Regions from separate parts of the Mus musculus genome. Here regions 2, 3 and 4 are each linked to region 1. A link is a contact called in public promoter capture Hi-C data. All regions are on one chromosome and are shown on one strand. The core of a region is the stretch at or near the end of the contact, and the rest is flanking DNA. Distances in the headings are between cores, read along the strand shown. Region 1 holds the start of Mns1 (meiosis-specific nuclear structural protein 1). Region 2 overlaps Tcf12 (transcription factor 12). Region 3 overlaps Tcf12 (transcription factor 12). Region 4 has its middle 22 kb from the start of Tcf12.

The links. Promoter capture Hi-C pulls out the DNA fragments that hold promoters and counts their contacts.
Region 2: a contact with region 1 is called in a promoter capture Hi-C map of pre-B cells, with 2.6 times the contacts expected there. The contact joins the enhancer-like site here to the promoter of Mns1 in region 1. A contact is called at or near these places in 10 of 39 promoter capture datasets (the 3T3-L1 cell line, 3T3-L1-derived adipocytes, the C10 cell line and 6 more) and 1 of 115 datasets of contacts at active chromatin or transcription factors (double positive thymocytes).
Region 3: a contact with region 1 is called in a promoter capture Hi-C map of the HPC-7 cell line. The contact joins the enhancer-like site here to the promoter of Mns1 in region 1. A contact is called at or near these places in 3 of 39 promoter capture datasets (the C10 cell line, the HPC-7 cell line and macrophages), 2 of 115 datasets of contacts at active chromatin or transcription factors (the SCID.adh cell line and pancreatic cancer cells) and 2 of 9 other capture datasets (embryonic stem cells and macrophages).
Region 4: a promoter capture Hi-C map of embryonic stem cells shows a contact between it and region 1, with 2.2 times the contacts expected there. The contact joins the enhancer-like site here to the promoter of Mns1 in region 1. A contact is called at or near these places in 10 of 39 promoter capture datasets (the C10 cell line, the HPC-7 cell line, cranial neural crest and 5 more) and 5 of 115 datasets of contacts at active chromatin or transcription factors (cardiomyocytes, double positive thymocytes, embryonic stem cells and 2 more).

Annotation. Positions count from the first base shown.
Region 1 is chr9:72,435,416-72,441,213 of GRCm38.p6, forward strand. Mns1 (meiosis-specific nuclear structural protein 1) reads left to right here and starts at 3,114. Exons shown (of 10, transcript NM_008613.3): 1 at 3,114-3,264; 2 at 3,825-4,046. The coding sequence starts at 3,262.
Region 2 is chr9:71,948,425-71,954,222 of GRCm38.p6, forward strand. All of the region lies in intron 5 of Tcf12 (transcription factor 12), which reads right to left. Among named protein-coding and RNA genes, the nearest start is that of Tcf12, 160 kb to the right of the region's middle. Within about 2 kb of position 3,022, at least 92 of the 459 cell types and tissues checked have an H3K27ac peak or open chromatin away from gene starts, as enhancers often do. A contact at or near this core is called in the HPC-7 cell line and pre-B cells, where this site is marked.
Region 3 is chr9:72,086,335-72,092,132 of GRCm38.p6, forward strand. The region is part of intron 3 of Tcf12 (transcription factor 12); the gene reads right to left. Among named protein-coding and RNA genes, the nearest start is that of Tcf12, 23 kb to the right of the region's middle. Within about 2 kb of position 2,752, at least 58 of the 459 cell types and tissues checked have an H3K27ac peak or open chromatin away from gene starts, as enhancers often do. A contact at or near this core is called in the HPC-7 cell line and the SCID.adh cell line, where this site is marked.
Region 4 is chr9:72,130,969-72,136,766 of GRCm38.p6, forward strand. No RefSeq gene overlaps it. Among named protein-coding and RNA genes, the nearest start is that of Tcf12, 22 kb to the left of the region's middle. Within about 2 kb of position 2,298, at least 339 of the 459 cell types and tissues checked have an H3K27ac peak or open chromatin away from gene starts, as enhancers often do. A contact at or near this core is called in the HPC-7 cell line, cardiomyocytes, double positive thymocytes and 5 more, where this site is marked.

The DNA of each region.
Region 1 (5,798 bases), core at 1,864-4,363:
ATCATGGTTAGACTGCAGTCACCCACCAGCTTGAATATCAACTGAAACTGGGCTAGAGATCCAGATGTGCCTGAAATCGAGATGGTACTAGACACAAAATTAAGAAATGTTTTAAAATGTGGGAAGGAGCAAGGCTTTTGGTTGGGGAGGGGCAAATACTACACGATCGCCCGTTTACACAGGAAACCAAAGCAAAAGCAGACAAACAGCCAGCAGAGGAAGAACTAATGCGGCGATTCTCAACCTTCCTGATGCTGGGGCCCTTGAATACACTTCCTCATGCTGTGGTGACCCCCGACCATAAAATAGTTTTGGTTGCTGTTTCATAACTGTAATTTTGCTACTGATGAATTGTAAGTATCTGTGTTTTCCAGTGGTCTTAGAGGTCAAGCCATTGGCTAAGAACCACTTTATTAACGGAATCAGAATATAGATATAGCCTGTAAAACAGTGCCCTTTGGGGGGAACAATGTTCAAATTACGCATCTGACAAGACGTTGAGAACTAGATGTGTGTCTGTTTTGGGTTTTTTGTTTGTTTGTTTTTGTCTTTTTTTTTTTTCACCTTGGACAAACTAGAGCCACTTCGGATAAGGGAGTCTCTACTGAGGAGTTGTGTCTATCACATTGGCCTGTCTGTAGACCATCCCTAGTAGGTGGGCCTGGGGTATAGAGAAAAAGTCAGTAAGGCAGCCAGTAGCGGTCCTCCTTGGTCACTGCTTCAGTCCCCGCCTCAAGTTCTGCCCTGTGAGTTCCAGCCTTGGCTTTCCAACAGGACTGACTATAACCAGTAAGCCAAACACTCCTTTACTTCCTCAACTTGCTTTTAGTCAGAGTGTTTTTATCACAGCAACAGAGACCAAACTTGGATTATACAGAACTTCAAAAATCAATAGCATATATACAAAACCTGATTTAAAAATAGGCAATGGAGCTGGGCATGGTGGCACACACCTTTAATCCCAGCACTCAGGAGGCAGAGGGAGGCGGATTTCTGAGTTAGAGGCCAGCCTAGTCTACAAAGTGAGTTCCAGGACAGCCAGAGCTATACAGAGAAACCCTGTCTCGAAAAACAAAACAAAACAAAAAATGGCAATGGGCCTAAGCAGTCACTTCTAACAACAATAAATAATAAAAGATAATATGAATAAAATGAAAAACAAACAATAAAAGAGGCCACCGTTAAAATGTATCCCTTTCAACATCACTAATGAATAATGATCCAGGACACAAAAGCCAAACCTGCAATGAGTAGATATCACTTCACCCCAGCAAGAATAGTTTTCAAAAATATTAAAAATAAAAAACATTGTTGGGAGTACTGAGAAAAGGGAACACATGTATGCTGTTGGTGGAATGTGAATAAGTGTGGCCATTATAGAATACTAGACTAAGGTCCCCCAGAGTTAAAATAGAACTACTGCCTCCTCCCCCCCCACCGTAATCTATATATCCACAGGATATGGAATCCGCATGCGGAAGGCCTCTGAATGCACACGTTAGTTGCAGCTCCATTTACAGTAGTCAAGTCCTGGTTATATCCTGTGTCCATCAGTGAATAAATGGACAGAAGAATAAGATTCAACCACAGGGAAAAACAAAGTCTTACCATTTCTGACAGTGTGGATGGAACTGGAGAGATCAGCTGAAATAATAATGGTGCTACAGATATTGCTCTGCCAGAGTGGGGCTGGGGAGATGGCTCAACGGTTTGGAGCGCCGCCTATTCCTGCAGATTACCCGGAGTTTGGGAACCAGCACCCACATGACAGCTCCAGTAACCTACCTCCAGGAATTTCTAACTCCAGTTCTAGGGGAGCTGATAACATCTTCTGGTCTTTGTGGGCATCAGGCACATAATGGCGCATAGACACTTTATTTACGTAAAGTTAAATCTCAAAAAGTTCTTAAGAAAAAAAGATAAAGTATGATTGTGAAAACACGTAGAGTCTTTAACAATGTTGATTTCACAGAAACTGTAAGCAGATTGGTGATGACAGGGGCTAGGGCAGGGGGAAATGGCGAAGGGCTAGACTGCAGTTAGCAAAATATAGTCAGAAGTACAGGGGTGCACAGCCAGGTGGGGGTGTAGGATGGTAATATGCTGTACATTACAAAAAAAAACCACACAGAGGAAAAGATTGTTTAACCCTAAAGAAATATTTTGATGTTTACTGATTTAAATATTATACAATGCACCAGGATGTTCCATGATATTCCACAAGACACAATTTTTGGTTTTAATGTATTAGCTAAAATTTAAAGTTACACAAACCACATTCTTAGTAGAGTTCCAAGGGATTGTTAGCTGCATCCTAAGTCCAAGAATGCTTTGCATTATATGCTTTGCCCCACAGTCAGTTTCATATATGATTTATTTTTGGTTTTTTGTTTTTTTTGAGACAGAGTTTCTCTGTATAGACCTGGCTGTCCTGGCTCTGTAGACCAGGCTGGCCTCGATCTCAGAAATCTGCCTGCCAAGTGCTGGGATTAAAGGCGTGCGGTGACTATTATCATTATTGTTACTAATGAATATGGGGGGGGGGGTCTAGACCACAGTGGGTGGTGCCATCCCTCGGCACGTGGTCCTGGCCTTAGAGAGCACTGGGATTGCAAGTATGCATCCACACCTGTTCCGTTCCGTTTTCACGTGCTCTCCAGTCTCACACTCCGCTAGCGATCCAGTGGCTTCTGTTCCAGGTAAGTAAATAGGTCTCGTCCGTGTCTCTAAGTTCTCAAAATATTTCATCTCTAAAATGAGTGTATCAGGGATGGAGCAATGGCTCGGTAGGGGGCCCTGCTGCTCTTTTGGAGGGCCCAGCACCCACGTTAGGCAACTTGCTACCGACTGAGGATGGTAGAGGGGCACCATCCCTCAGTCCACTGCAGTGACAAGTCCGAGCTTATTGGGGTTCCTTGGGGCTTTAGCTGGGCTCCAGACCGCAGAGATTAGCTCCCTTCGGATGTAAACGGCTCCCGCTAGGGCAAAGCGTCCGAACTTCGCGCTTTTGGCTTGGTCCTATGGAAGGAGCGCTCCTGCCTGGCAACGAAGACTCTCCGTGCTGATTGGATATTGTGCCAGCCAATGGGAGGCCGCGTCCCTCTTGGGCGGGCGGTGCATTTTTGGCGGTTGCCGGGACACAGCTTAAACTTAACCCAGCGTGCACAGGTATCCGCTGCCGTGGCTGCTGCTCCGGAAGACGCGTTTGCAACTGAGGCAGAGACCCATCCTGCCGGAGGAGGAGGTTTAAAGCCAACCGAGATGGTAAGCAGCTCGGAGGCCGGGGGAAGGGTCGGTCAGGGACTTTCAAACTGTTTATTTGTAGTCTTGAGCTCTCTGAAATACAATTTGAAGTGCGTAATCCGAGAGGTCAGTGAGAAACTTCGATTTGCTTACTAGAAGGTTCTGGGTTTTTTTTTTTTTTTTTTTCCAGGAACACTCCAGGCATTTCTGCACCTTTCCCCCTCTCATCGAAATAGATACATCTTTAAATCTGCTCTGTTGTGGGTGGGGGGAAAGGCAACTCTCTGGTGGTAAAGCTGCAGCTGGAGAGCATCCGCATCGCACTCACTGACGCTGTTGAATTTTAATTTAACTTTTCCTGCTTCCACTACAAAACAGGGACTATTAGTAGTACTCAATCAGTACGCCGTTAAGTTTACATTATCATATTTAAATATTAATTAGTATATCCTGAATTAAAGCCAAAGACCTTTTATACTGTTACCTATTTTATAGTGTTTATTATAGGGATTTTCAGCAGTATCTTTTTGAAAGAAGAATATTGAATTCTGTGTATTTCCCTTTCCCCCTCGCACTTGTAGGCGACCAAAAAGAGAGCTTTGAGCTTTAGTGAAAAGCATCAGAAGTTAGTAGATGAAAAATTCCGCAAATCATTGAACATACAAGTCATGAATAAGTTAGAGAGGCAAGCCAAGAACCAAGTGGTGCAAAATGAAAACGACGAGAAGGTGGAACGCCAGAGGTTCCTCAGAGTGCTGCAGAATGAGCAGTTTGAGCTCGACATGGAAGAAGCCATCCAAAAAGTAAGTTGCAATGTCCTTGTTAGTTTTCTTTCCTTGGAAAAGGTGAAAGATGGCTGTCAGCCCTGCCTGGAGTTGAGGAAATACAGAGAGCTGGGAACTGACTGAATCCTTTGGAGTCCTGGTTATTTTAGCTGAAGAACGTGGTGTCAGTTGGTCAGTTTGCATGCTTTTAACAACGAGCAAATCGAAAGACTTTAGAATAGCATTTGGCAAGAATATCCATTTTTGTTTTTAAACATAAGCATGAAATCCGTAATTGTTAACATCACAGTTTTGTTTATGTGAGTGCAACCGTGTTGCCTTCTCTACATTTCTAATAAGAAATTTAAGAAATTCCTTCCTTTCTAAAAATTCATGACGTTAAACATAGACACTATTAAAGTGGTAGGAGATGGACATATGTGTGAGATGTACACTTACTCATATTTTTAATTTTTGAAGAATTCAGTTATTGAATGCGTGTGTTTACATCCTGCTCTGCTGGCTAAATCTATCATGAGTATTTCTAAATATTTTTTAGGAGATTGCAGTAGAAGAGGAAACAGACAGGAAGTGAGACAAGTGAATTTTCTCCTAAGTGTGAAAAGAACGTCCCCTGTTTTGTTGTGTTTTGAGCACTAGCGTGCGGTTATGTCCAGGATTTTGAGGGTGGATCTGGAAATAGCAAAAGAAAGGCTTAAAAGTGTGTCGGCTTCCTTCTGTCCTAAGTTCCAGTAGCATAGACCTGACCCTTTAATTCTGAACAGGAAAACCCTGGCCTCCCATCTTTTTATTCTTATTATGTCTTTAAGGAAACTCCCATATACCCTAACTCTGCCTAGCAACCATTGGTCTATCTGATGAAGTGGGGATGTTTTCTTTCGAGTGTTGTTCTGATGTCATCTTCTCATGATAGATGCCTCTAAGCAAAATTCTGTACTATGCTGAAATCTGTCCTTAGCGTTGGCTTCTTTTAATCAGGACCAGGCAAGGTTCATACAGCGTATATAGTTTTTATGGCCAATGTTTTGTTAATATGAACTTCATCGATGCATCCTTTATTAACTTCCTGTGTTTAACCTAATGAAGATATCAGGCCTGTTATCTTCTAGATGCGTGTGGTTTTATATCTGTCTGGTTTCTTTGGTGTGTGCCTTTATCTTTCCCATAGTCTCAAAAGGCAGTTAGCCAGGAAGACTTGATTAGATTGCAGTTCATCTTATACTGGGGAGGAAATAGTGACTTTTTTAATGAACTTGTTTCTGCATATGTTGGGATTATTTTAAAGTTTTGTCCTCTTTGATTTTTTATTTTCTCTTTAAAAATATGTCTTTTTTTTTTTTTAAATATCTTTATGGGGCGGGAGCAATGGCTCATCAGTTAATAGCACTTGTTACTTTTGCAGAGGACCCAGGTACAGTTCTCAGCACCCACGGGGCTGTCTGTAACTCTCTTTCCAGGGGTTACCACACCCTCTTCTGGTCTCTGTGGGCACTAGGCACACACATGGTGCATATACACAAATGCAGGAATAACACCAATACACATTAAAATAAGTATTTTTTAAAACAGATCATGAAATATCTTTATGAGATCAGAACTCAAGAATTCATGTATAATTGCAGTTTTTTCCCTGACAGTACTGGGGATTGAACCTAGGACGTCATGCACGCAAAGGCAAGCACTCTACCACTAAGCTACAGCCCTAGCCTCTGTTATTTACTGTCTTGAGGACAAGTTAAGAAAGTAATTCCTCCTCCCCCCTCTCTTCCC
Region 2 (5,798 bases), core at 1,772-4,271, 490 kb before region 1:
CTCAACCTGGAACCTCTTCCCTACAGTACCTGCCTCATTACAGAGCAGCTTACAACCACATTGGAACATTGAAAGTGAAAATGATTACCATTTTCTGCATGTAGGTTAAGGCTCTATTTAACTTGTGAGTGTTAAAAAAGAAAAAAAAGAAAGAAAAGTCATGTATAAGACTATAAGCTATATCCAACAAAGGCAGTAGTATTAATGGGACTTTTTAACTCCAATGGACTGTAGCATTTTCTACAAGTTGGCATTAAGAATCTCATAATCGGCCGGGCGTGGTGGTGCACGCCTTTAATCCCAGCACTCAGGAGGCAGAGGAAGGTGGATTTCTGAGTTCGAGGGCAGCCTGGTCTACAGAGTGAGTTCCAGGACAGCCAGAGCTATACAGAGAAACCCTGTCTTGAAAAACAAAAACAAACAAACAAACAAACAAAAAAAAGAATTTCATAATCGAAAGGTGGGAGTGCTCTATTGCATCATCAAGGGAAAGGCCAGGCTGGGGCACCTGGTCCACAGGAAGACATGCACCACGGTTGCCTTCACACAGGTTAGACTCTATCAAAGACAACTAAATTATAGACAGGAAAGGTTTATTCATTCAAGCTTACGGTCTGAAGTTCAAAGGCATGGTTTCCACATCGGCTCAGTACTACTTAGTTCTCCAATCCACTCAGCTCTATTAAATCCTATCTAAGGCATGGAAAAGTTTACATTACAGAGAGGGAGGGAGGGAACCTGACCTTCCACCTCCCTTAAGGCTGCACAGCCCTCACTTCTCAGTGCTCTCTTCTCAAGCACCTGCTACTTCTCAACTCTCCTCTCTACATCTCAGGGCGACTGAGGGCTTGGTGGTAGGAGCTAGCCCTTGCTGACACAAAACACAACAGGTGTTTTACTCCATTGCAAAGCATCACTGCTAGCACTATTTTTCCTATAGAAATCCTGATACCAAGAGGTGATCAAAAAAGCAGCTGATGGTATCTGTGAGATGGGTCAGAAAACTTTTCTCCTGTCCATTTCCATCTTCGGGCTGAAGAAGTCTGCTCTATCACACCGTCATGGTGTCTGCTCTCTTACTAGCTGAAAAAAAATGCTGGTGAGGAAAGAGCCAGCAACAACAATATTAGGCTGCTCAGCTTATATTTCTACAACTCCTGGATCCTTGAAATTTTCTAGTCAATTAATTACTAACTATAGCAACTATTCCATTAACAACTCCTGAGCACAGACATAAACTAGAGAGTTTCCTTGTTTGTATTGTAAAAGCCAGTTATGATTTCTCTACATTTTTATAAGTTGTACTAATTTGCAATCACAAATTTCAATTCACCACTACATAAATCATTGCATGTCGTACAAGCAGTTAAAACTTAAACACACATAAACACACAAAGATACACACATACAAACACACAAAACCCGGTATAAACCTAGATATTAACATAGAAAAATATATAAGTATTTAAAAATTACTTCTATCAACATTATTGTATTCAAACTTAAAGTATCTTAATGCATAAATCATGTGAGTTTTTCCTGTATTTGCTTTTCAGAGAAACAAATCCTGACAGTCAAATCCAAACATTTGGAGACAAATCTAAATTGATGACAGTCTTCTGCACAAAGCACTCCTTTCTCCTTGGTACGTATAAAAGTCGTTTTCCTAACACTTGTGGATGGACAGGCTGCTCCTCTACTCCTATGGATGAAACCTATTGCCAATTCCATGTACTATGACTCTTATTAACCATCTGAAGAAATGTCAGGTGCTGCCTTACAAAACAAGTAACTGTACAATGCAACTGGGTATAACTGAGCATGACCTGAGACGATCAAAACAAAGCAGAACACTCTTTAGGCAGTACTAGGGATTCAACTCCTATCAGAGAGCCACACACCTGGTCCGAGACTTGGGAAATCTGATTATTAAATTAGTCTCTTGACTCTTGCCTCTCTTTTAAGTTAACTAGGCAAGATACAAGTCATGTACAATTAATGCCTTCGTTCATTCTGCTAGGAAAATCACTTCAGTAACACGAACCTCACACAGGCCTGCTCAGTTTAATTAACATTTACAAAGTACTTGGAAATTCTTGTCTGAAAGACCTAAAGTCAACACTATCTACCATCATAGACCTCATTTGGGTAGCAACTTGCTCAATCTTATAGAAAAGGGGGCTTTTATTCTAACAGTTTCTTTTTTAAAATGAGGGTGTATTCCTGTATTTGGGATGTGTTCTTCTAGCTGGGCTGCCCTCTCTGGCTCAATGGGAGAGGAAGCACTTAGCCTCCCAGAGACTGGAATTGCCAGGGGTGGGGAGATACCTCTGGGGGGGGGGGGCAAAACTCAGAATAGAAGGGGGATGGAGGAAGGATTGTGGGAGGGGGTGACTAGGAGGGGGGCAGTAAGCAGGATGTAAAGTGACTAATTTAAAAATTAAATAAAAAATATTTCTTAAAGTAAATAAAGGCTTTTGCATCCCCCCACCCCCGAAAAAGAAAGAGGGCTTTTAAATAAATGTTTGCCTATTTCTTCACAACAATTTGCTTTAAGCATTATTGATGAGCATCTGTGCTAGGCACATCGCCCGCTATACTGAAGATGCTTATGTACTCAGTGCCGACAGCACAGATGCTGGGTTCTCTGCGCCCGCCTTTTGTTCATTCCATACCAAATCATCACACAGCTACTACAGAGGAGGCCTCAGCAAAGGAAAGGCCAAGTAAGTGTGCAGTCAGATAAACAGAGACAATCCCTGCAGAACTCAGTGTTTTAAAAGCCCCAGGTATTGTTACCACTCTAACCAGCCAATAGATTACAAACAGCTTCTTAGGCAAGAATTCCACAGGACCTCGAGGATGGGCTAATTTTAAAGTTCCTTAGACATGACCTCTTGTGACTTTTAAGTCCAAAATGAAGTCATCCAAGATGCAAGCAACCCCAACCCAACTATTATCCATGCTCTCTCTTCTCCAAGTAGATGAGACAGCAGTTTATAAAAGACAGTTTGCCTTTAGTCACACAGAAAGGGGAAGTGAGTAGACAGTTCCAATGTCTCGTGTATAAAACATAAAAAGGTGCACATTATATGTGCCACAAAACTTAAGCTTCACTTCTCTAAATTGTTTCACTGTGTTTAAGCTGTCATCCCTCACTCTAATGGAGCTATCGCCCTAACTCTCTGTGTTAAAACTATCTGCAATCTCTAAGCTGTTTTAGAAAGCACTGTGCTCAATTAACCACTGCTCATGTTGCACGGCTACTGTCCCTTTAGTAGAACTTACGTGTGCTTTCTCACTTCAGGTTTCTGCACTTGTTCAACTACATGACTAAATTTGTAGAAAAGATAGTTTCACTTTTATAGCCATCCAACAGAATAGTGGATTAAGATGGTCATTTGGCTACATTTCAAGAGAAAATGTCATAAATGTCTAATTTTTTTGAAATAATAAAATAATATTTATATCTTAAAGGATTTTATTTAGTGGCTTTCAAGTAACAAATGATTTAGTAAGTTAAAGTTCCCTAGCATCTTGCCCATAACCACGGGGAAATAAATAAATATGGAGTTAGAAAGATGGCCAAGCTCTTAAGGCTAGGCTGACAACCCAAATGCCAAGAGAAGTAAACTAACAGCCCATCAACAACAAACTTGACTAGAGGCTGACAAAGGAGCAAATTCTCAAACACCGTTACTTTAGGCACTTTGTTTCCTTCTGGCATCAACAAATCTTGGTAACTATACATTTATACAACCTCCTCCTCCTTCTCACAGACTGACTCTGTTCCTATCAAATCATTATCAGTGATCCTTTCAGAAATGTCTTGTATTATAAAATGAGTAGAATATTAAGTTACCATTGCTTGTTCAATAACTTTCTCAAATTTTCTGTATTTGGCTCTTTAATTTGGGCCATGATCTTACCAGGCGAGGTCAGTATGGATGTCTGGTTTCTCTGGCACCCCGGAATCAGAAGGTAGATGCCATTTGTTCAGAGAACAATGGTCTTGAACTCTAGACGTTTATTTTAGTGCCAGGGATAGGTTCTATTCTAAGACTATTTATGTTATATAGCCACATGGGAGCAAAACAGCATAAAAGAATTATGCTGTAAGTTAGAGAACAATGAATGATTACTAATTACCAAGGTTTCCTGACAGTGAGAATGGGAGAAGAAAAAGAACGCCATGGAGCTGCTACCATCCCTTACTATCTGGTCATAAACAGGGTGGTGAGGGTCAAGTGCCTGCTGTGCCCTGGTAGTGTCACATGAGCAAGTTACTGAACTTCTTTTAGGTCTCAGTTCCTCTTCTTGCTTAGTTTAACCTCAAGTCCAAACTGTAATGTATTCTATTTAATTGGCCCTAAAGTTTGATAACTACAAACAACACTATGAGTCAGGCAGCTTACTTTCTGTGTGATATAAATTTGCATACTGCATTCAGTAAAAGGTGAGGACAACTTGTTAAGAAATGCAGGAACTTGTATGATAAGCAGTGATGAAAATGGAGCATGTAAGCAGAGCACCAAAAGCATGCTATTCTACACATCCTACCTATGATATCTGCAAATATGGTATACTAGATATGGCAAACCACTGGGGCTAGAGAGATGGCTCACAGTAAGAGCACCAGCTGCTCGTGCAGAGGACCTGGGCTCAGTTTCTAGCACCTACATGATGGTGCACACCCTCCTATAACTACAGTTCTGCAGAACCAGCCATGTTCACACACTAATAAATTGCTTTAAAAAAATAGCTGAAACAACCAAGACTTCACTGCATTGGAAGAAAAGCTCTACATGGCAATGCACTGTCTCACTTGGCTTCCTGACTGACACGTATACAATGTAGAAAAGGAGCACACTTTGCATACCATAGGAAAACACACAGAGACACAGAGCCATCAGAAGAGGACCATGCCATTCTGTTGAAACAGATGGGGAGTGCCCAGAATAAAACATTAAATCCTTTTTATGGTCTGTTAAACATTAAGTAGCAGTACTGCTTCAGAACAAGTACTCTGAGGATAACAGACGTCACATTCAGTTTTCACAGAGCATAGGACTTACTGTCATACAAACTGTGCAAACTGAAAATGAGTAAAAACTCAATTTCTCAATGGGTCAAAACCTAAAGCTCATTTGTGAGTAATAAGACATTTGTCAAAATAAGAGTTTACATACCAATTGAAATGGTTAAATAAAGGAATTTGATAAAGGGCTGGAAAGACTGACTGGTAGTTAAGAGCACTTGAAGATCTCCTAGAGGACTAGAATCCATATCCATGCATCCATGTGAGGTGGCTCACAGCTACCTGTATACACACACACACACACACACACACACACACACACACACAGTGTGGTAGTACCTGTCTGTAATTCCAACACTGGACAAGTAGGTTTAGGAGGATCCCACATTGGAGGCCAGCCTGGCCCAAATATAAAAAGAGGAAGAATAAGCTATATAAATGGCTATTCAAATAAATGTGGAAAATGGTGCACACCCTCCTATAACTGCAGTTCTGCAGAATCTGAGTGTAGTATCTCTGAAGGACAGGAAGGTAGGTAGAAGGGAAAGAAAAGAAAGAACCTGATGAGACAGACAATGCTCAAAAAAACGTGCTGTAAACTAGCACTTGAAACTGCAACTCTGTAGCAGATGTATGATGGAACTCTAGCAACTCTGTATGATGGGAACGTCTCCATTCCTCAGGTGCAGCTATTGTAAACTGGGGGGGGGGGACACCCCAGCTTCCTCACTGTGCTTTTGCAATGGTAAAACGTACTGGA
Region 3 (5,798 bases), core at 1,502-4,001, 350 kb before region 1:
TACAAACAACAACAACAAGGCATAATCTAATATGGGAAAATCCAGACCAGTGTTTAACCCATGGTGAATACCATTATCAAAATAACCAAATCCACTAGAAATCTGATGTACAAACTCAAACATTTTCACACCAAGTCACAAAAAAAAACAAAACAAACAAAACAAACAAACAAACACCAAACCAAAAAACAAACAAAAAATACTAAAAGCAGCTAAGTTTAACTACTAAAGTTATAGCTTTCAAACCCTCCTGGTTTTTTGTTTTCTTTTCTTTTTTAATCATGATTCACCACTGAATGGACTTTATACCACCACCCAGGATACATAAAATCTCCTAAAAGTAATCCTACAGAAGGACCATGTCCCTGTCACCTTTACACACTAACACTTAGAAGAGAACCTGCTATTACAAAACATGCAGAATGAACACTGGTTACATAAAGCCTGTAACTCAACTTTTAGAAAACTTTTTCATACAATAGTTTCTTATCTTGGTTTCTTTACTAAGAAATGCCATGTGTAAATATGCTACAGAAATTATTAAATCCTTGTCTAAATACAGCACTTTTAGGGCTGAAAAGATGTCTAAGCGGTTAAAGGCACTGGCTGTTCCTAGAGGACCCAGGTTAAGCTCCCAACACCCACATGGCAGCTTAAAACTGTGTGTGACTCCAGTTCTGATGATATGACAACCTTTTCCGGGCCCCACTGGCATCAAGCATACACGTGATACACATACACACATGAAGGCAAAACACTCAAGCATACACATGATACACATACACACATGAAGGCAAAACACTCAAGATATATAAAATAAAAATAAATAATTTATTTTAAAGCACTTTTAATTCACTCAAGCATGAGTTTCAAATCCTTTTTTTTACATCATACAGAGTTTTACATATAACATTTACAGCCAAAAATAAATCAAAAATATAAACCAGCCGGGCGGTGCTGGTGCCGCCTTTAATCCCAGCACTTGGGAGGCAGAGGCAGGCGGATTTCTGAGTTCAAGGCCAGCCTGGTCTACAGAGTGAGTTCCAAGACAGCCAGGGTACACAAAGAAACCCTGTCTAGAAAACCCAAATAATAATAATAATAAAATTAAAATATAAACCTACTGAATGCCTGTGTATTCTTTATGCTTTGAATAATTACTAAATAAAACAAAGAGATAAAAGAGAAATTTACATTTTAGTGATAAATAGAAAACTGGATCATAATTTTTGGTAAAACTTCTATTTAAATTATTGAGATTTAAATTGTATAATACATATTCATAACAATATTAAGATATATATATGTAAATTGCACTTCATTAGAGCACAGGCTACTGCAACATCTATTGAGATAAGTAGCTGAGAACACCTGAAAACCTAAGGAAAAACTTAAAAGTAATTTAATAAAATGACTAAGGATAAAATGTGAGATTTCAGCCGTACTACTCCAAGTTAACAATTGTTTTTTTGCCTTTTCAGAGTGCTATAACATGATCTCTTGTAGAAATCTTAAGCTTGGAGTTAGGGATGTAACTTAGAGTGCTGTCTTACTAAGCAGAAAACTCTGGGTTTGAGCTTTAGCACTACTTAAATCAGGCTTGTAGTCCTAGCAGTTGAGAAAGGAGAATCAGAAGTTCAAGGTCTTACTCAGCCACACAGCAAGTCTGAAGCCAGCCTGAGATACATGAGACCTGTCCTGTGTCACAAAGAAGAAACAGATATCATAAAATTATATTCTTTCTCTTTTAAAACCTCACTGGATTCAAGAGAATCAAACAAAGAAAATCAGTTAAAAGTAACCTGACTTTGGCTTTCATCTGTTTCTTACAGGCTGCAGTTTCTCTGTGGGAAGAATTTTGATAACAGCAAAGGTGGGTGAATCAACAGCAAGGATGAAGTTGGGGATGTTCTACAACAGAGGCCTGAGAACTGTTCTCTGCTGTCACTTCAGGCCTCACTCACTCTAAGGAGTCTGCACCCGAGCAAACAAGACTTCACCTCCCTGCATGCACACAAAACACCACAAGTACTTACTATGGCATTGGTAATCACTTTTACTTATCAGGACAGCTCAGGAATCCCATCTGTTCATATTTTGTTTGTTTAAAACTGAATCTTATGCAAAAACTGCTATGAAGTTAAGAAATTCTCATATTCTAGGCTTTCTGTTCTTGAAAGTGTGGGAAGAAAGGTAGAACCTTTCTGGTGTTTGGGAGTTATGGTGTCGTTACAGATCCTGATGGTTTATGCAGTCTCTCACCACGATCCCCCAAGAACATAACTTACACTGCAATGTACTACCTAACCAGACAGTAGGTGTCTGTCCTGGCTCATTGGTACTGCCCACATTCAAGTATCATGATTCCTTTCTTACTATCATATATAGTTTTTCAGCCAAATTTACCTTTCTAATAACAAGAAAAGAAGATTTCTGATTTAAGCCAATTTCAGTAATTGGCACTAAATTAGCCTTCCCCTGAAAAGCAATTAGAAAAATGAAAAACACCTATCAAATGCCTCTTTTCCAACACTGGAAAACAAACTATAAAACTATAAAAAGAGAAACAATGTAAACAATACCATCATTTTCATTTCCTGTGTGGAAATAATCTGTAGATCAGTATGCACAAGGTGGTCTCTGACCCAAGGAAACAGAACAGAATGGGGTTCTGGGAGGCAACAGCAGCTGCAATTCCTAGGGCACTGGTTGAGAAAGGGAAGCTATTTAGAGAAGTTATCTCTAGACATCTTCAAGGCTAACCCACATGTGTGTTACTAATGGCAAATCCTACAAGTATATGGTGACACTCCACAATAGCAGGCTAAAACTAAAGAGGAACTGTGAGATATTTTAAGTCTGAAGCAGTATATACGTGCAATAAATGTTGAAAAGCCAAAGCACTCTAAAGAATCTCAAGAGTGTTAGTTACACCAAGTAACTAATATGGCTAAATTATTCTAAGAACCAAAGTTACCCTAGAACTGTGTTTCTCAACCTTCCTAACACTGTGACCCTTTAGCACAGTTCTTTATGTTGTGGTAACATCAACCATAAAAGTATTTTCATTGCGACATCATAACTGCAATTTTGCTACTGTTATGAATCATAATGTAAATAACTGTGTTTTCCAATGGTCTTAGGTGACCCAGGTGAAAGGGTTGTTATGACCCCCAGGGGAATCTCGACCCACAGGTTGAAAACCACTACCTAACCCTGAGAAATGCTTTAAAACAACCATGAAGGAATACAAATGATCTCTAATGACTGAATTTCCTGCCAGAAAAAAGCTCTAGAGTCTTAAACAAAGAACAAAATCTAAACACTCAATAGTGTAACATTCACAACACCCAGAATCCAAAGTTCTGTCTTTCCCTATTTCTGGGGATTCAAAATGGTTTGCCTTTAGACATACCATTAGAGAGTTTCCTGCAAAGCAGCTTCCAATAAAAGCAGGCTGTCCTTCAAGCTTAATTAATAGCCTTTTGGGTTAATAGCATTTTTCTTTTTAGACCAAGAGCAGGGAAAGTACAATGGCCAACTGACACAGACTCAGGTACACTAGGAGAGAATAATGCCATGAGATATTATAAAGTTTTTTTTTTTTTGGTTTTTCGAGACAGAGTTTCTCTGTATAACCCTGGCTGTCCTGGAACTCACTTTGTAGACCAGGCTGGCCTTGAACTCAGAAATCCGCCTGCCTCTGCCTCCCGAGTGCTGGGATCAAAGGTGTGCGCCACCACGCCCAGCTCTGGCTTTCCTTTTCACAGAGAGAAAAGTAGGTGGAAAGAGGATTGAAATTGTACACCAGCAGTCTAAAGCTATACTTTACAATGAAGCATTTGTTTGTTTGTTCGTTTTAGTATTTAGAAAAAAAACCCAAAGGCAAGGAAATAAAAATTTGCTAGCTATGTACATTAGCAAGACCAAAAAACAAAAAGACAAAAAATAAGCAAAAAAAAAAAAAAAAAAAAAAAAAAAAACCTGTAAATAAAAATTGGCATAAAATTAAAAGGTGGGATTACTAAACAAAGACTAGAAAACTACTGCAAACCACTCACTTAAAAAAAAAAAAAAAAAAAAAAAGCCAAAGGAAAAATGGGGAGGGCTTTTAAAATGACCAAAAAATGCGATTTGAAAAATAAAATAACATTATCTAGGTTATAAAGTTTCTGTATTGGACAAGGTAGAAGAAAATATCAGCACCTGACACACCTCTGACCCCAACCTCAGGACAAAGCAGCAGCAAAGCAGCTGCAGTGTAGACAGAGTTCTAGAGACACCGTAAGCTTCAGTCCAGGGGATGTAGAGCTTAGCTTAGGCCTGCCATGGGTTTTTGAAGCACATGCATATAAATAATAACAAATCTTTTTAAATCCAAACTATAGCATTCACCTTGACAGTGAGAGAGAGCTTGTCTCAAAATAAATAAAAACAAAAGATATAATGTTTTTAAAATTGTAGGGCAAAACATTGAGGGGAAAAAAAAGGTTTTGTTACCTCAGAAACAATTCCCACATTAGAACCTTACTGTCCTAGCAAAAAGGATAGGGAATAAGGGCATTTAAAGATACCTAGAGGCCACCCCCTGCCTCTACACACACCCCTCAAGTGGTGGCACATGCCTTTTATCCCACCCCAGTACTCCAAAGGCAGTGGTAGATGGTTTGAGGCCAGCCTGATCTACAGGGAAAGTTCCACAACAGTCAGGGCTATACAGAGAAACCCTGTTTTGGCAGGGGGGTGGGGGTGGGAGTGGAAGATCTGTGTAAGTATAACCATCAAATATACATAAGAATCTCATAATCAAATTACAGAAAACTATGAAATCTTTTAGAAGCCACAAGAAGAAAATATCCCTTATATAAAAAAGACTATATACAAAGAATCACTACTGAGTTACTGTTAAAAAACAAAAACAAAAACAAAAAAATAAGCCAAAATATAATATTTTCAGAAATCTTTAAATGCTAACAAAGAAAAAAGAATCTAGATTGTAAACCCAGCAAAACTATCCTTAAATGTAAAGGTTAAATTTTTCGACCAGGGCTGGTGAGATGGCTCAGTGGGTAAAAAGCACCCCACTGCTCTTCTGAAGGTCCAGAGTTCAAATCCCAGCAACCACATGGTGGCTCACAACCATCCGTAATGAGATCTGACTCCCTCTTCTGGTGCATCTGAAGACAGCTACAGTGTACTTAGATATAATAAATAAATAAATCTTTAAAAAAATTTTATTTTACGACCAATGATATAAAGACAATCATTACCTACATTAAGAGGAAATTTGGGGGCTAGGAGGAAAGAGAGATGAAGGAAATATCTATACACACCACAGAATGATTAACGTTAGAAATGACCATATACACATAACCGTAACTTAAGTCACAGCAGCGAGAGCTGTTAACCCAACTCTCCTTAGTAACAGCAAGCATGAGCTTACAGTCATCCTTGACTACATGAGACCTATCTCAAAACAAAGAAAGCTTACCTCAATGAAACACAATCACTAATACTGGAAGGAAAGCATGACTCTAGAACTTAACCCCAACTAAAAAGGTAATGCAACATTATAAATAATTTCATGACAATAATGGAAAAAAAAACCCTCCTTACAGGATGGTAGAGGACGATACATTACTGGTGTCTAACACAGTAATTGAATGCTTTCCTAACAGGAACAAAGCTAGCCCCGGTACCAAAATGTGACTTTAAAAAAAGAAAATCTGATAGACTTATATAAATGAAAGAAGCTAAACTAAAATTTTATTACCCCACAAAGAAAATGTAACATGCAA
Region 4 (5,798 bases), core at 1,048-3,547, 310 kb before region 1:
AGCTATCTGGGCATGAAGAGATGTGCTAAAAGTGAGCAATTATTCTGGCAAGTTACATTGGAACAGAGAGAAAAGGGAGTCGGAGAGACCATAAAAAGACGGTTGAACTGATCCTGGCTGGCAATGTTCAAGGTCTTAGGCAAAAAGCATGAAGTGGAGATACACGAAGGAATTTGATATGAGGTACTTCTGGTGATACACTAAAGGTCCTAACAACAGGCCAGGTAAAATAAGGAAGAAGAAATAGTGCGTTGACAATGACAAACATTTTAGTGTGGGTGGCATAGATCGAGCTGGTATTATTGAGAAAGGAGTTATATAAATTTTACAAAGACAGCAAGATTAGTTTTTGACCTGTTGCAATCACGGAGAAGGTAGGATATGTTAGAATGGTGATGAACTAAAGTTGAGGTAAACAACCACAACAGCTAGGCATGGGGGCACACACCTTAATCCCGGTGCTCAGGAGGCAGGAGCAGGGGGGTCTCTGTGAGTTCAAGGCCAGCCTGATATGCAGAGTTTCAGACCAGCCAAGGCAATCCTAGTGTCTGATGGAGAAGGAGAGAGATTGGAAACTCAGAGCATAAAACTCTCCAAAAGTTTCACATTAAAAGCAGGGGTCGGGGTAGGGAGTACTCGTTGCTTTTGCAGAGGACCTAGGTTCAGCTTCCAGGACCTATATAGTGACTCAATCAACTATCTATAACTCGAGTTTGAGGGGCTTCAACACTCTCTTCTGACCTCTGCATGTACATATATACATTGCCTTCAGGCAAAATACTTTTTTTTTTTTTTTTGGTTTTTCGAGACAGGGTTTCTCTGTGTAGCCCTGGCTGTCCTGGAACTCACTCTGTAGACCAGGCTGGCCTAGAACTCAGAAATCTGCCAGCCTCTGCCTCCCAAGTGCTGGAATTAAAGGTGTGCACCACCACTGCCCGGCTCAGGCAAAACACTTATATACATAAAAATTTTCAAAATCTAAAAGCAACCTGAGGCCCTTAATACCATTGATCTCTATGGCCCTGAGCCTCTACCCTCATTTCCAACTGTAGGTGCTCAGAGCAGCGATCATGTCGGCCTCCTCACTACTTGCTAAGTGTTCACTCGACTTTTCCGGGCTTCAGAGCCTTTGGATTTGTCCTTCCTCAATCCGGGAAGTTACCTGTCTAGGTATGTTTTGCTTGTCTAATTTCTTTCATTCAGACCTGCTGTAAGCACACTTCCTCAGAAATCTCTCTCTAAATCAACTCGTCTAAGCTAACACTGCACATGTCTTCTACCTGTAGCCTCCTTTGCCCTGCAGTATTGTTTGTTTCATAGCACTTAACATCACACGACACTCAACGGTGTGTCTGTCTCATCGCCTGTAACAAAGTCCAAGAGCCCAGAGCGTTTGGGCTTATTCACTGTTATGTCCCTGGTAAGCAGAATAGAGCCTGGTACATGAGAAATTCCTCTATAAAAGCCTAGTGAGTTGTGTGAGATGTAGTAAAGGGAATTAAAAGAAAAAGAAAAAGAAAAAAAAAACCCATATACCACAAAAGAGCTGCAAAGTTAGTCATTTACAAGTTCTGGAACTTTCCTACCATTTCAGGAGGGGAGAAGCAGAAAACAATAAACCCTCTTTAAGGCTCCCACTTGTGATCCATCTTCTCAGGGGAAAGGGAACTTTGGGGGAGTCTGTCACCAAAGGAAAGACTTGAGGTACTTTCCTACTGTGTTCCCTGTGACATTCGTGAAGGAGAGGAATTCTCCACTTGCATACTGGATGAAAGAAAGGCTCTTCTTCCACCTCAGCTGCACATCAGAGCTTGGAGGGAAACCCTGGGGGATGCTGACAGACTTCAGCTTTCCCAAACGTTTCTTTGGGCGGGTGTCATCAGCCAGGTGTGCTCCACAGACTAGGTGGAGCCTGGGAAAGGCGTGAGGACGTCGCACTCGGGGGCCCCTGGGGCAAGCGTGCTTGCCCTTCCCCGCGGCCGCCGGCTTTCCGCCGCAGCCTGCCCCGGCCAGGTCGCCGGGGCGCGGGAGAGCCCAGCGGCGTCTGCACCCTTCCCTCCCCCGCCGCGCCCTCCTCCGCCCACGCGCTGCAGCCTCAGCTGCGGCTTTCCGCCGTTCCCGGCAGCGCTGAGCCCGGAATCCAATTACTTTTCCCTGAGGAGCTTCGTACACCCGCCAGGCCCCAGAGGGAGGAGCGGGGGGTCGAGCGGCCGCCCACTTCCCGCCGCCCGAGGCCGAGGCCGGGCTGCTCGGGCGGGGCGAGCGCGGTCTCGGAGGGGCGCGCGGAGCAGCAGCCGTCGGGACTATTTGTCCTTCCGCGTGCGGCCCAGCTGGGCCCCGGCGCGAGGCTCCAGGCGCTGTGGCCCGGGCGCCAGCGTCCCCAAGGATGAGTGGCAGGAGATTAGCCCCGGGGCTTCCCCGCGCGGGCGCGGCTCGAGGCCCGCGCGCACGCGCACTCCGGGGTCCGAGCACGGAGGTCGCCTTGTGTCCAGTGGCCTTTTCCTGGGCGCAGCGCTCCTGGGCCCCAGGATTCAGCTCTGTAAAGTGAAAGTGAAGTGGAGCAAGATGGCCAAGGGTAGGAGGTTTGCACGTGCTCTCCACCACACTTGTACATCCCGAGACTGTACAGGGACGCTACAGGGGTGAATCTATGAAGAGGAAGGAAAAGAGGACTTCCTTCCTGGTTCTTCAGGGGCTGGGTGGAGAACCCATTGATCCCCTTGAGGGTTCTTGCTCACTTGGTTTAAGCTGTAGACAGAAAGCCTAATAGAGCCTATTCTAGCTACAGCCTAGGGCGGAGGTCCTCAACTTCCTCCTGCATACCCTGTCAGATTATGAGTCCACGACTGACAAACACATTTGAAAAAGAAAATGCCTTATTTTCTCCTTTTGATTCTGTTTCTCTTGAGACTGTGGCTGACCCTTAGGCCCTTGATGTTCTTGAATATGATTGACACACGTGATTAGGCTAGTGAGAGAGAAGCAGAGAAATTGCTATCAAAACAATTATATGCAGAGACATCAGAACAAAAGCCCAAGAGCCCCGAGGACTAAAAGACCATCCTGGCTCTGCCATAGATGCCCTCTGGGATGGTGGCCAAGTCAGATCATCTCTTTGTGTCTTGCTTCTTGGCAAGTTAAATAAAACTATCCTGCTACTCTCCCTGTCTCAAGGAGTGTTATAAAAATAAACTAAAAGAACCAACTGAAAATATAGAAGGTTTAGTTTTTAGGGGGTGTGGGAAAATGATACCGTTGAAAGGCACTAAAGGGAAAATTCTATGAGAGAAAGCCACTTGACCATCTGCCTATCGTCTCATCTTCTCCGTTCAATCTAATGTACACATAGAAACTATAGGTAGAGTTATCTAGTAAGTACTGTGTGGTTTTTATAAGAATTATAATAAAGGAGGGAATAAGGGGAGGGGGATTTCAGAGGGAGACCAGGAAGAGGGATAACATTTGAAATGTAAATAAAGAAAATATCTAATAATAAAATATATATATAATCTAGTCAACGCTAATTGTACTCTCAGACCCTCTCCCATGCCTATGTCCTAGCCATTTCCACATGCTCTGACTACAATATTTCTGCTTCAGTGCTACGGAGCACCATTAGGTACAAAACAGTGCTGTGGGTGGGCTCCCCACTTGAGGCTAAGCTGTGACAGAGGTTTTCAGACATGTTTGCCTATGTAACCTATGATAGGCAAGGCTCCAGAAACCTGTGTACTGGCTAAGTGAAGAACCTTCTGGAACAGACGAGGTCCCAGGGAAGAGAAAGCCAACTACCCTGAGCTTGAGCTGAGGTTAAAGACTCTGGGGGAAGGGAGAGGGGCTTTCTGCCTTTTATGTCTGACTGAATCTAGTAGGGTAGGAAAGAAGATAAAGGATATGAGGGAGAGTGAAGTCTCCCTTTCGGGTGTTTTAAACCTAAGCATTCACATTTGTAAAACAAGTTTTAGCTTCTGCATTAGTAGAAAAGATCAGGCTAGCAACAACATGGCCAGCAACAGAAAAAGTCCTGCCTGGAGGGTGCTTTTTGAAAAGTGAGGATTTTATCATCTTCTGAGACATTCCGTGGTAGCCCGGGAACGGATAGGAATAATTCACAGACATTTTCTGGGTCCTCAAAAAACTTCTTTCTGCAGTCCCCTTCTTCAAATGACTTCAAATCCCTCACTGCAAAGTCTTGGCATCAAATTTGAAGCAAATGTGTTTCTCTTCCTCACCGGAGGAAAGCTCGTTCTACAGACTTCTAACAGAACTGGGACCTATTGGGCAGTATTATTTGACCTACCATCCTCAACTGATTATTTGTAAGAAGAACACCACCTGTAATCTAGTTATTATGTGTCAGGTGTGATGGTGCATGCCTTTAATCCCTGCACTCAGAACACACTGAATTTGCGTTCTACAGAGCAAGTTCTGGGCCAGCCAGGGCCACTCAGAGAAACCCTGTCTCAAAACAAAACAATCTACCCACCATGCTGCTCAGAGAAAGCACATGCAAGGGTGTAATTCAAAGAGCATCAAACTTTGCCAGGAAATAAAAAAAAAAACAAAGTGGCCAAGGCAAAGTGACTGTGGCTTAGGTGGCCATAGAAGTCTTCCTCTTTTCTTTCTCATGCCTCAGAATATTTTTTTGTGTCTTCTCAATGGACTCTAAATGGCCCTGCCCTCTCCCAGATTCCTCCTTTACTGTCTCAGTGGACAGGTAACTCAAAGCTGTTTCAAGATCTGGCCCTGGGTCTATCTTCTTGACTTTGCTTTAGCTCGCCCTGCCCCCAATGCGTTTTCTAACCTACCCTCTTCCACTTGCTCCCCCATTTACTAGACTCACTGAAGCCCCTGTCACAGTTCTCCAAGAGCCAACCTGAGAGACCCAAGAATAGGTCCAGGTGCTTCCAGGTGAGGAGACCGGACCCTAGCACTTCAGTGCACAATAGGGGTTCTATTGGATCATCACTGTGGGGGGCATTGTGGTGTCTTTAGCCTCTCAGTGGGAGAACTACTCCCATTTCCGCAGGCTCCTTTCCTACTAATCCAATTCTCAGGAAATTGAGTGCTGTTCTTTCTTTTTATCTTCCTCCATTACATCTAGGGAAAACTCTGACAATGGCTTGGCTAAACCCCTGGCCATCCATTTTTCCCTCTTTTTATATTAAACAATTATATATTCAGTCCCTTCCGAGTAGTGTGCCATAGGGTAGGGAGACATTGGTGGGGACACCCAAATGGGACTTACATTCTAGAGAGGGAATCTTTGTTTCTCTACAAGGCATGGCTCAGAATTCAGTTACCTTATAGGAAGTGGAAAAGAAATAAAAATTGAAATCATTAATGACCAAAATCATTAACTCCGAGCTGCATTAACTACTTAGCACAAACTCTATGCTTGGGTTTTAATTCTTTGCCCACAACTACAAATTATTTTGATCTTTACACAGCTCATAACATTTCACATCTTCTCACTGAGGCCATTGTTTCAGACAATTACAGTTCCCAACAAGATAAACACCATGTAGGGCAATGCACCCGTGGTACAATATGCTGTATTAATAACACGCCTTGTCAGCTGAGCAGGCTAGGCTATGGATGGATGAGTGCAGCAAAAATGGAGCCTGTATCTGATGCAAGTTTATGTAGCATCCGAGTTGTTACCCTATCTCTGCTCACAGTCAGGAACCTGTCAGATCTTATTCAGAAGAATGGTTCGTAGATGTGCCGAAAGGTGATAAAAATATTTACTGTCGCCTCCCTTCCTTTGGCTATGCTTGCTTACAGATGTAGTGAAA